Linked DNA regions of Hordeum vulgare: region 1 is linked to region 2. A link is a contact called in public Hi-C data. All regions are on one chromosome and are shown on one strand. The core of a region is the stretch at or near the end of the contact, and the rest is flanking DNA. Distances in the headings are between cores, read along the strand shown.

Region 1 (5,414 bases), core at 1,412-3,911, 230 kb after region 2:
AACACCAAAAGTAATATATCGCCACTCTTATGACATGAACATTGAATTGGTACAATTTAGTTCCGTCAAAGTTCTAACCCAGTAAACAGATGATTTGTACAAGAAATGAAAGAAGGGGAAGTATGAGAATAAATCACGTGGAGTGTTAAGATATACTGATCTTATGATTATATTTTCATTTATTTATTTATTTGCAAGGTTACTACTACCTCTTAAACTCAAAGCAACAACAAAATGATTGACCTATAGTTAACTGTCAACCTTCAAGCACCCTTTCAGCGTTAAAAGAGAAAATTCAAATCTTCTTGCGGCTTTTCATTGTAAAATGAGAAAATTACAACGTTTTACAATCCAGAAAGAGCCTCTTTACTAACCTTCAACTCATCACGGTGCTCCTGAAGAATCTTAGCAGAACCCAACAGCATAGCAACATGTGCATCATGGCCACATCCATGCATCTTCCCAGGCACTTTGCTCTTATGTTCCCATTCCACACTTTCCTGAAGAATACACATGAGGGTATCATAAGTAACATGATCCTTGAAATAGATAAAGTGATAGCCAAATACAGCCTAATCATACTTCAGTGCAGGCATAGGATGCTTATAATGCTTAAATTAGCACCAAAAAATAATTCAAATAAACACAAGAAATGTCCAGTAACTAGGAATAACAATTATACTATCCTTTTCAAGAAAATGCATACAATAATTGCTCCCAAAATTATTATCTACTACTTGTGTAACAGTATGGCATAATTGTCTCATCGCCACACAAGACAAGCTTGAAGCTTAGCTTTGCTATTATATACGTGCATACAGGCTAATCACATGTTTCATTCCCACAATAAGCATAAACCTACTCTTGTATGATCCTGGTCAAAAGTCTAGGGAACTAGCTATGACTAGGCTAGTGTATGCCCCTCTTTTTAATAAGAAAAGTAGTGTTTGCCATCTGTCCAGACTCAGAAGTTTAATTGTACTGAGAACTGACAAGCATTATATTGCATTTCCCCGCGGTCAATATCAAACAGTTATCCAGCCAAAAATTTGGGATACGATTCTCTATCCTCCAATTTTGAATTATGACATCTCACACACCAGTGCTGAGAGGTCTACTTAAGTCATCGGTCCATCAGGGTTCGTTTATTAGGAGATTTTGAGTATTATTATTTGGAAAACGTTGTGCTTCAGCCGGCGGATCGCACGCAGCCTTCCATCGTCTTGTCTGTGCGACGCGTGTCCTATTTGAGCTTATGTAGTTTGTCATTCTGCAACTTAACGCTTGTTGCGGATTGCGTACCGCAACACGTCCTATGTTGCAGGATCTGAATCTGTATCCCTTGAGGGCAGACGCCTCTTGCTCATGCAACGCTTGTCTTATGTAGGCTCACCTAGCTTGTATTTATGCAACTTAGCGCTTGTTGCAGTTTGCGCACCGCAGCACCTCCTATGTTGTAGGATCTGAATCTGGATCCCTTGAAGACAGTTGCAAAAGCACCTATGTTGCAACAATTTCTTCCGCAACGGTACCTTTGTTGCAGAAAGATGAAGGAAAAAATTATGCAAGCTGACATATGTTGCAAAAGTTTTCTGCAACATGACCTTTGTTGCAAAAAATTCTTACCCAACAGTACCTATGCTGCACAAAGACGAAGAAAAAATTCTGCAACAAAGCAATTGTTTCTGCAACTCAACCGTTGTTTTAAGAATTAATGGATCAAAAGTTATTTCGCAACAAAGCGATTGTTTCTGCAACTGGGCTATTGTTTCAGGTTGTATTTGACCGGAAGAGGCGATCCAACTGGTAGATCGGACGGCTGCGCGCGTAATCGGACGGCTATTGGGGTGGTGGATATTTGCTACGGATCCACCGGTCGACGCCTAGCAGCTCCCTTATTATTTTACAATCTTACTCTGCTAATATATAGAGCGTCAACAAGAACAATTCCCCTCCAAAGTTAACAAGTGGCGCTGAAGAAATCCTGAAATTCCGCAGTCGCAATATAGAAATGGTTCGGCAGCTGAACCAAGAAATTTTCAACTACCGGACGCAGCAAAGCTAAAACGCGACGGCCCAATACAAACATAAAAGTTGGATACAATCCGAACAGTAAAGCAGAAGAAACAACCTTATCTCAAAAAAAAAAAAAAAAAAAAAAAAAACCTGCATAGGGAGCGCGTCCATGTCGGCCCGAAGCGCGACGAAGGGCGGGCCGCCTGTGCCGACGGTGGCGACGACGCCGGTGAGCGCGAAGGGGTGCCTGTACGGGATCCCCATGGCATCGAGCTCGCGCCGGACGAGTTCACTGGTGGCAAACTCCTCGTAGCCGAGCTCAGGGTTCTCGTGGATCCGCCGCCGCACCCCCACCATCCAGTCCAAGAACTCCGCCTCCTTGGCCCGTCGCAGAAGCCCCGCCGGGTCGTCCAGCGCCGCCGCCCAGGCCGCGGCGGCGGCGATGAGGACGAGGGCGACGCGCAACAGCAGGAGGGGCGAAGCGCCAGCGGCCATGGCCAACGCTAGTACGGAGTAAATGAATTCCGTCGTGATGTTCTGCTTCGGTTTGGGCTATCAACCAGGCGAAACGCGCACGAGTGACGTGGGCAAGACTGAAACAAACCTTGAGCTTGGTTTGGGAGGATTCTGGCTGCTTTTTTACTTCCTCCTTTTTTCTCTGCCCTCTTTGAGTAGTCTTTTGTTTCGAGACGCTTTGGTACACGTTGATTTGGTTGCAGTGGCAGTAGAGTGGTTTTCTTTTTCTTTTTCTTTTCTTTTTCGTCAAGGAGTAGAGGGGTTTGGTTGTAGAGGTGGGTGGGAATCTAGCTGTTGACCACAAAAAACGTGCTTGTGGAAAAGCCATGTCAGTTTAGAAAAATCATTTGTCTTCTTAATGCTTACTAGTTAGCATGCACGTGCAACGCACCTGCAGTGACATTGTCATAACGACGATCTCATAAACGATGCCGGTTAAGTGCGCAAGGCATGTTGGAGCAGTGAACGCCGGGGCGACGGCCTTGATAGCTTTGCAACTTCAACGACATTCATGTCGGTTACAACTATTGTAGACATATGAAACATTCGGATGGGTTACAACTATTGTAGACATATGAAATACGTATATCTTCATCTTCATCGCCACGGGACAGTACATGACTTCTTTCAGACAATAATGAAAGAGCGGCTTGGTTGACGAAGCGAGTTCCCCAGCTAACATGCACGTGCATTGCACGTCTTAATAGAATTTAAAATTGAAATATATACATATTATAATGTCAATTCACATGTAGTTACTTGTGTCGCAATCGTGCATGTGCAATAATTTGTAGAGATCAAATTTTGATGGAATCTTTTTGTTTGCAAACATAATTAGTTACATTCACTTTCAGGTTTATTTGTTCCCATATCCCCTTCCTATTACCATTCAAACGTTACAATAAATATATATGTATTTTAAGCATTCAAGTGTTGCAAAATAGTACAATGAGGTACATGTAACACAATGATGAACATTTTCATGGCCTAGTGACCCGATAATTCTACTTCCGCTACATTTTTACTATGATTCAAATAGGGTCTGAAGGCATTAGGCATTACAAAATAAAGACATAGAATTGTCATAATTTACAACAGGCTTTTCACTTCGCGAACCATTTCCTAAGTGATCTACTGCTTGTACTTTTGCTACAATGATGTAGTGATACAAGTAGGATTTGAAGGCCTTATGACCTACAACAAAAGGAACATAGCTGCTATAATTTAGAACATGATTTTGGTTTCTAGAACCATTTCATGCGTAAGTAATCTGATGCTTGTACTTTCGCTACAATGATACAACGATATAAGCATGATCTAAAGGCATTAGGCATCATGCAAGCAGTATTAAGTTCACTTGTTAGGGATTGCCAGCCAGGTAACGATTATCAAATCAACTGATCTCTAATTTTACAAGCTAATTTGGCTAAGCATTGATTGACCCAAATTTAACGGAAGTTAAAAACCTGAAAACCAAAAAAAACTTTTTAGAGTCGTGAAACAAGTGAATCTTCTATCCATACAAGGAAATCTTAAATTATGCCACACACTTGGTTTTCACACCATATTTGAAGTTTCAGACATCTACATGAAAATGCTCTTTCTCTTTCTATAACCATGATGTATATGACTTGAAATATACAACTGTTACAAATAATATTAATTTTAGCTTAATTATAGTTACTATTGTAGCCTTGGCAACCCATAGCTCATAGAAGAATCCATTGGTGACACTACTCCCTGTATTCATGTCATTCACCACAACGTTGGTCCACTTTAGGTGCAATGTCTTTGTGATTCCTGGAAAGAGTTTGACATACCAAAGCCCCACAACGGACAAAGTTACTTAGAACAAAGGAGGGAGTGCAATTTATCTACTTTGAAGATATACTTGAGATATCATTACAAGGGGAGCTTATTATAAACCTTTATAGTGCCAAAATAATGACTCGAAACTGAGGAGGCAGATGGGGATTTGGATTACGAGAATGTAAAGCCTAGGGCGCCGATATGGCATCCGATCGGAGTTGGTTGGCATGGAGTTAGTGATAATCAAATTAAGTCCATGAAGTAGTGATTGCATTAGCCATACAATTCATGCTTTGAACTCCAATACCTTGATCAAAGTAATATTTACACTGCATAGAAGTTATGGTATGTAAGGGCGCACATAAATCTATGAAAGGATTAATTATATACTACGGGGAAGCATAAACCTTAAAGATGCCAATTTTGTGTGCCTCGGAGATTAAGAAGATGCACATCCGGGCCAGGCTAATGTTGCTTTTAGGATTTTAAAGATTTGAAACAGCCACCAAGATCGAGTTCATATTAAAAACAGATCAAAGCACATGTATGTATCTATCTATAAGAAGTCAACACTCACTTGAACCCAGCCAAGAGATCGAAGGACCTGATGCACTTGCATCCTACCGCTCACCCTCCACGTCGTTGAAAATTAGTGATCTACTCACATCCTTGAAAAAATGTCAATGTCGTGCAAGGTGAACAGCGGGATGCATATGCAGGTTTGAAATCAACATTACTTTTCGTATCTTAGATATTCTCTAAAGGAGGCAGGGGATACATTAAACACTCATTGTTGATTTCAAACCTTGAAAAATCTCTAGATAAGAAAAGTAGTGTTGATTACAAACCTTGAAAACTTAAGTACGGATAAAAAGGGGCAAGGTATACATTAAACACTAATTCATGTAACAAAAATCATGGGAATATACTCACATCCTGGGTGTTCAAATGAATATACTGCGCAGAGCAACCAGGTTATAAGCCTCCAACAAATCTGCGAGATCAAACTGAATATGCTACTGCCTTGTATTGGATTGGAAAGGAGGTCACCTGAAGCTGCGGCTTTAGCCAAT
Region 2 (5,176 bases), core at 107-2,606:
TCTTCCATGCTCGCTTCTCTCTTTCATGTGCTCCGTCGTCGCCGTGTGCATCCGCCATGGCCTCGCTCCTGCTGGGTTGGAGCAGCTCGCCGGCGGCGTGCTGCATCCCGTCGCAGCATGCCGTCATCATCGTCGTGTTGCCGTGTGCTTCATCACAACACCGTCGTAGCATCCCATCGCCTGTCGTGTTGTATCCTGTCGCCCGCCCTGCTGCATCCCGTTGCCGTCGTGCTGCATCCCCGCCTTTGATGTTCATCCCCTGCCTTTCTCCCAGTCGTGGATCTCCATCGTAGTACTCACGAATTTCTGCGCTGCGACAGCTCGTGTTCCACCGGCACGTAACAAATCAGACTGGTTGTTGAAGTGAAGCTGGTGGAAGAGGTGCAGTTCAACGGGCTGCTGCCGCGCCGCGATGGTGTAGATGCAATGCAACATGCCAGTGGTGGGTGGAGGAGCTGCACTACAACGGCAATGGTTCTACGCGTCAGCTGCGGAACTGCAGTTCAACGACCACGGGGCCGTGCGTCAGCGGCGGAGTTGCAGTGCAACGACCATGGAGCTGTAGTGCAGTGAAACAAGTCGGTGACTGACGGAGCTCCAGTGCAATGCAATGGGGCATGGTGTTGTGTGCCGGCGGCGGAACAACATTGGAGCACTCTCCGGGTGTGTAAGCATCGCCAAAATTGCAGTGAAGCTTCGCCGTAGGTGTAGTGATGCATGTCGGAGGGTCGTGGAAACTTCGTCGAGATTGCAATGGAGCCGTCGGAGTTGTAGTGAAGCGTATTGCAGCTGCAGTCAAGCACACCGGAGGGTCGTCGAAACTCCATTGAGGTTGCAATGGAGTGACGGCGGGGTTGCAACGGTATGCCGGCGACGCCGTTGATGTTGCCATGGAAGCTACGTCGTTGATTCTGCCATGAAAAACTGCAATGCCGAGGATACGAAGAAGGAAGTCGGGGAATCATCCAACTGATTCATAGCAGTGCCTATAAAATAAATCCCACTTACTTAGAAATTGTACGAACTCCCTTTGCTCTGCAGAGCGGAGCGGGGCGTTGTGCACTTGTAATTTAGGAAGTACTCCATCCGTTCCTAATTATAAGTCTTTTTAAAGGTTCCACTAGTGAATTACATACGGATGTATATAGACATACTTTAAAGTGTAGAGTCACTTATTTTGCTCTGTATGTAGACCCCTAATAAAATTTCTTAAAAGAATTATATTTAGAAACGGAGGGAGTAGCTAATAGGATGAGCGGCCCTCCTCTACACGGTGGAGGAGTGCCGAACACAGCCTTAGTAGCAGGTCCCACCTACGAGCGCCATATATTGAATAAGAAAAGATACCCTGCAGCGCCGGCGCATAATAAAAGGAGACGTTGGAGGCTTTCCCCTTGCCCCATCCCGAATTAAACCCCTTCCTCCTCCCAATTCGCGTCTTCACGGAATCCAAACCCCAAACACCATCCATGGCGATGGCGTCCTTCCGCCTCCTTCCTCTCGCGCTCCTGCTCTCCGTGGCGCACGCGCGGACCCCACGGCTTGAGCCCACCATCCGGCTGCCGTCGCAGCGCGCCGCCGGGCAGGAGGACGATGACTCCGTCGGGACCAGGTGGGCCGTCCTCATCGCCGGCTCCAACGGCTACTACAACTACCGCCACCAGGTGAGCACGCGCTATTATACTACTCTTTGCTCGTTTGCATCTCCGCGATCCTCGATTTTCCGTTCCTATTTTGTCTTCCTGTCGGTTAATTCCCTGGTGTGCATCGCCGAAACAATAGGTTGGAAAAAAAATGTTCCGTTTGGTGTCGCTGCGTGTTCCTGATTGTTCCCTCCTATTTTGCGTGGTTGACGCGTTGAGTAATCCTACCAAAATTGGACTATGATTAGCGAACCCTGTTAATATGATGATGATATTGGCGCGGTGCCATATCGCCGTGAGGCAAATACTTGGTTTAAGAACGATTTCTTGTACATCTCATTTGGCATATAAACTGGAAAAATAAAATTAAATATCGTACATATGGCCTGCGTTTTTGTTACGGGCTCCACCCACTGATTTTTTTTTTAATAGAAAAGGAGGCTCCACACACTGATAAGATGAGTGTGTATTATTGTAGTACAACCCTTGTGGTTCCACCCACTAATAAGTACGGTTCCTTATGCTACTATTTTGTCTGTATATATGGTATAAAACGTAATGATATAATTAACTGCACTGCTCAGCCAAAATGATTTTGTTGTTGCTACGTACTGGCAGGCTCTTTGAACACGAATTCAGCTGTGTGTGTTTTTTTGTACACTTGATAGTACAGTACCACCATGACGATGAAATTGGGAGGGGTTAGTGACGATAATTAAGTACTGTGTTTGATTTGTGGACCCGAATTTTGCACTTTGCAGGCCGATATCTGCCACGCCTACCAGATCATGAAGAAGGGTGGTCTCAAGGATGAAAACATCATCGTTTTCATGTACGACGACATTGCGCGCAACCCAGAGAACCCAAGGCCGGGCGTCATCATCAACCACCCCCAGGGTGGAGATGTCTATGCTGGGGTCCCTAAGGTAATCACGCGTCTTCAAGGAAATTTTTCCAGTAATTGTTGATGCAGTAAAAATCTAAGATTGGTAGATTACCTTACTGGGTGTTACAAACTCTTTGATGGTTGCAGAAAAATGTGAATGTAATATTTTAGAAATTACACAAACGGTAATTTCAGTAGCAGTTTGCACCTTGTTGAAAATGATTGAATGTCTAAATTTTATCAGTCTTTATGCTATTTTCCAATTGGTCGTGGGTAAGAAGAAGGCCAACTTTCTATGTGATAATGTCAACATCTTAATGGAATGAACCAGTTCTAATGATCATGCATCCCTATCCACAATTTGCCATCTGTTCGACTGAACATTTCTGTTCCGACTGTAGGACTACACTGGGAAGGAGGTTAATGTCAAGAACTTCTTTGCTGTCCTGCTCGGTAATAAAACTGCTGTGAATGGTGGGAGCGGCAAAGTCGTGGACAGTGGCCCTAATGATCACATTTTTGTGTTTTACAGTGACCATGGGGGTCCTGGGGTCCTTGGTCAGTATTCAGAACTTGTCATTCTAGCACCTCCTGTCTTTTATTGCCTTTTTTCAAGAATTTTAAATACCTGAAACCAGTCAGAACAGATATTTCATATACAATTTTAGATATGCACAATTAACTTATTACTGTCATGGTTTTTTTGTTCTGGTAAAAACTTCAGGGATGCCTACCTACCCATACCTTTATGGTGACGATCTTGTAGATGTCCTGAAGAAAAAGCATGCTGCTGGAACCTACAAAAGCCTGGTACCCCACAGCTCTTTGGATATTTTTGCTCAGCATGGTGTGCTGCTTGAAGCAATGGCCTGAGGTGTATAGTCATCTTATTTTTAGGTCTTTTACCTTGAAGCCTGTGAATCTGGGAGCATCTTTGAGGGGCTTCTGCCGAATGATATCGGTGTCTACGCGACCACCGCATCAAACGCAGAGGAAAGCAGTTGGGGAACGTATTGCCCCGGCGAGTACCCGAGCCCTCCGCCGGAATATGACACTTGCTTGGGCGACCTGTACAGCATTTCTTGGATGGAAGACAGGTACTTTACTTCGTCCGTCACTCTATCCTGGGTCGTTGTACTATGTTTTCCATTCGGACACTAAAATCATGTTTTGATACGGTCAGTTCGAACGCACATGTGGCACTCATGTCAGTTAGTACTTTCTGCTACCGTACAGGGTGTGTTATTTTAAAATGATTAACCAAATAGTACGGCACTACCTGCTATCTTTCTCTATTTAAGTAAGACGCTGGTGATACCCATGTGTTCTCTGAGTGAGGGTGATATGCATGTTTGCTTACTTTTAGGGCACATGAATGACAAATAATTATGCTGTGTGCATAGCATGTGCTGTGGTTTTTACTGAGCTCTAAGCATGTGCTGTCTATGTTGTCTTGTTTGGTCCCTTAACTACACAGAATAAATCTGATGTCAGGTCTGCCTGCCCAACTCACAATCAACGCTTTGAGCTTGATCAAACCAAACCCTGCACACATGCAGTCGTGCGCACATACACACGCACGCACGCACGAGAGACCACACACACATGCAGCCCATGCACTATTGCTGCAGACTGCAGTTCGGCTGAATACCATGCGTTTAACGGGGTCGACTAGAGCTGTTCTTCTGCTGGCTGTAAACTGCATCCTGTAGTAGCAAACAACGATTTCAAGGCAAATCTGATGGCCATGGAGCTTTGGGGCTTCTTTCGCTGTTAATGCTCCATGTAGCAATAGCTGTAGCTGTTGCACACAACCATATTCTTATGAAATTGCAACAGAATATCACCTATATGTACTCCTGTCGGCTGTCATGGTAGTAATTGTTGCAGTTCATCATTTTATAGTTGAACCCTGAGTCAAAATCCTTGGGTCATTTGTTTGAAAAGAACTTGTTTTTCGCTATGGTTCTTGGCCATTTTAGTTGTGCTCAAATAACATTGAACTTTCAATGTTAACAGTGATGTCCACAACCTGAGGACTGAATCTCTCAAGCAGCAGTATAACCTGGTAAGTACTTCAATTTTAATTTCTTTTAGCTTCATCGAGGAACAGTTCTTTCCTAACATTACTTTAATGGTTGAGCAGGTCAAGAAGAGAACGGCAGCTCAGGACTCATACAGCTATGGTTCCCATGTGATGCAATACGGTTCTTTGGACCTCAATGCTGAACATTTGTTCTCGTACATTGGGTCAAATCCTGCTAACGAGAACACTACATTTGTTGAAGATAATGCATTGCCGTCGTTATCAAGAGCTGTTAATCAGAGGGATGCTGATCTTGTTTATTTCTGGCAGAAGGTTCGTAATTTCATGAGAAATCTCGTATGTTGATTTTATTGTCACGTGATCTTTGATCATTATCATGCTTTATCCACGACAGTAGAATATGCATAAACTCAGTAAAAATGATGGATAAACTAACTGATTGATTTCTTTTGTTCTGCATGTAGTACCGGAAATTGGCTGAGAGCTCCCCTGCGAAAAACAATGCTCGTAAGCAATTGCTCGAAATGATGGGTCATAGATCTCATATTGACAGCAGCGTTGAGCTGATTGGAAACCTTCTGTTTGGTTCTGCGGGTGGTC

Evidence for each region. Hi-C and Micro-C count contacts between places; a contact is called where the count stands out from the background.
Region 1: a contact with region 2 is called in a Hi-C map of leaf, with 2.9 times the contacts expected there. The contact joins the promoter of LOC123443709 here to the promoter of LOC123443708 in region 2. A contact is called at or near these places in 5 of 6 Hi-C or Micro-C datasets (leaf, seedling and an unstated tissue) and 1 of 1 datasets of contacts at active chromatin or transcription factors (embryo).

Annotation. Positions count from the first base shown.
Region 1 is chr3H:308,909,226-308,914,639 of MorexV3_pseudomolecules_assembly, forward strand. LOC123443709 (IAA-amino acid hydrolase ILR1-like 1) reads right to left here and starts at 2,662. Exons shown (of 5, transcript XM_045120209.1): 1 at 2,167-2,662; 2 at 375-500. The coding sequence starts at 2,511.
Region 2 is chr3H:308,683,811-308,688,986 of MorexV3_pseudomolecules_assembly, forward strand. It overlaps LOC123443708 (vacuolar-processing enzyme-like), which reads left to right and starts at 1,357. Exons shown (of 9, transcript XM_045120208.1): 1 at 1,357-1,664; 2 at 2,405-2,569; 3 at 2,931-3,087; 4 at 3,254-3,339; 5 at 3,427-3,626; 6 at 4,549-4,597; 7 at 4,676-4,888; 8 at 5,041-5,176. The coding sequence starts at 1,470.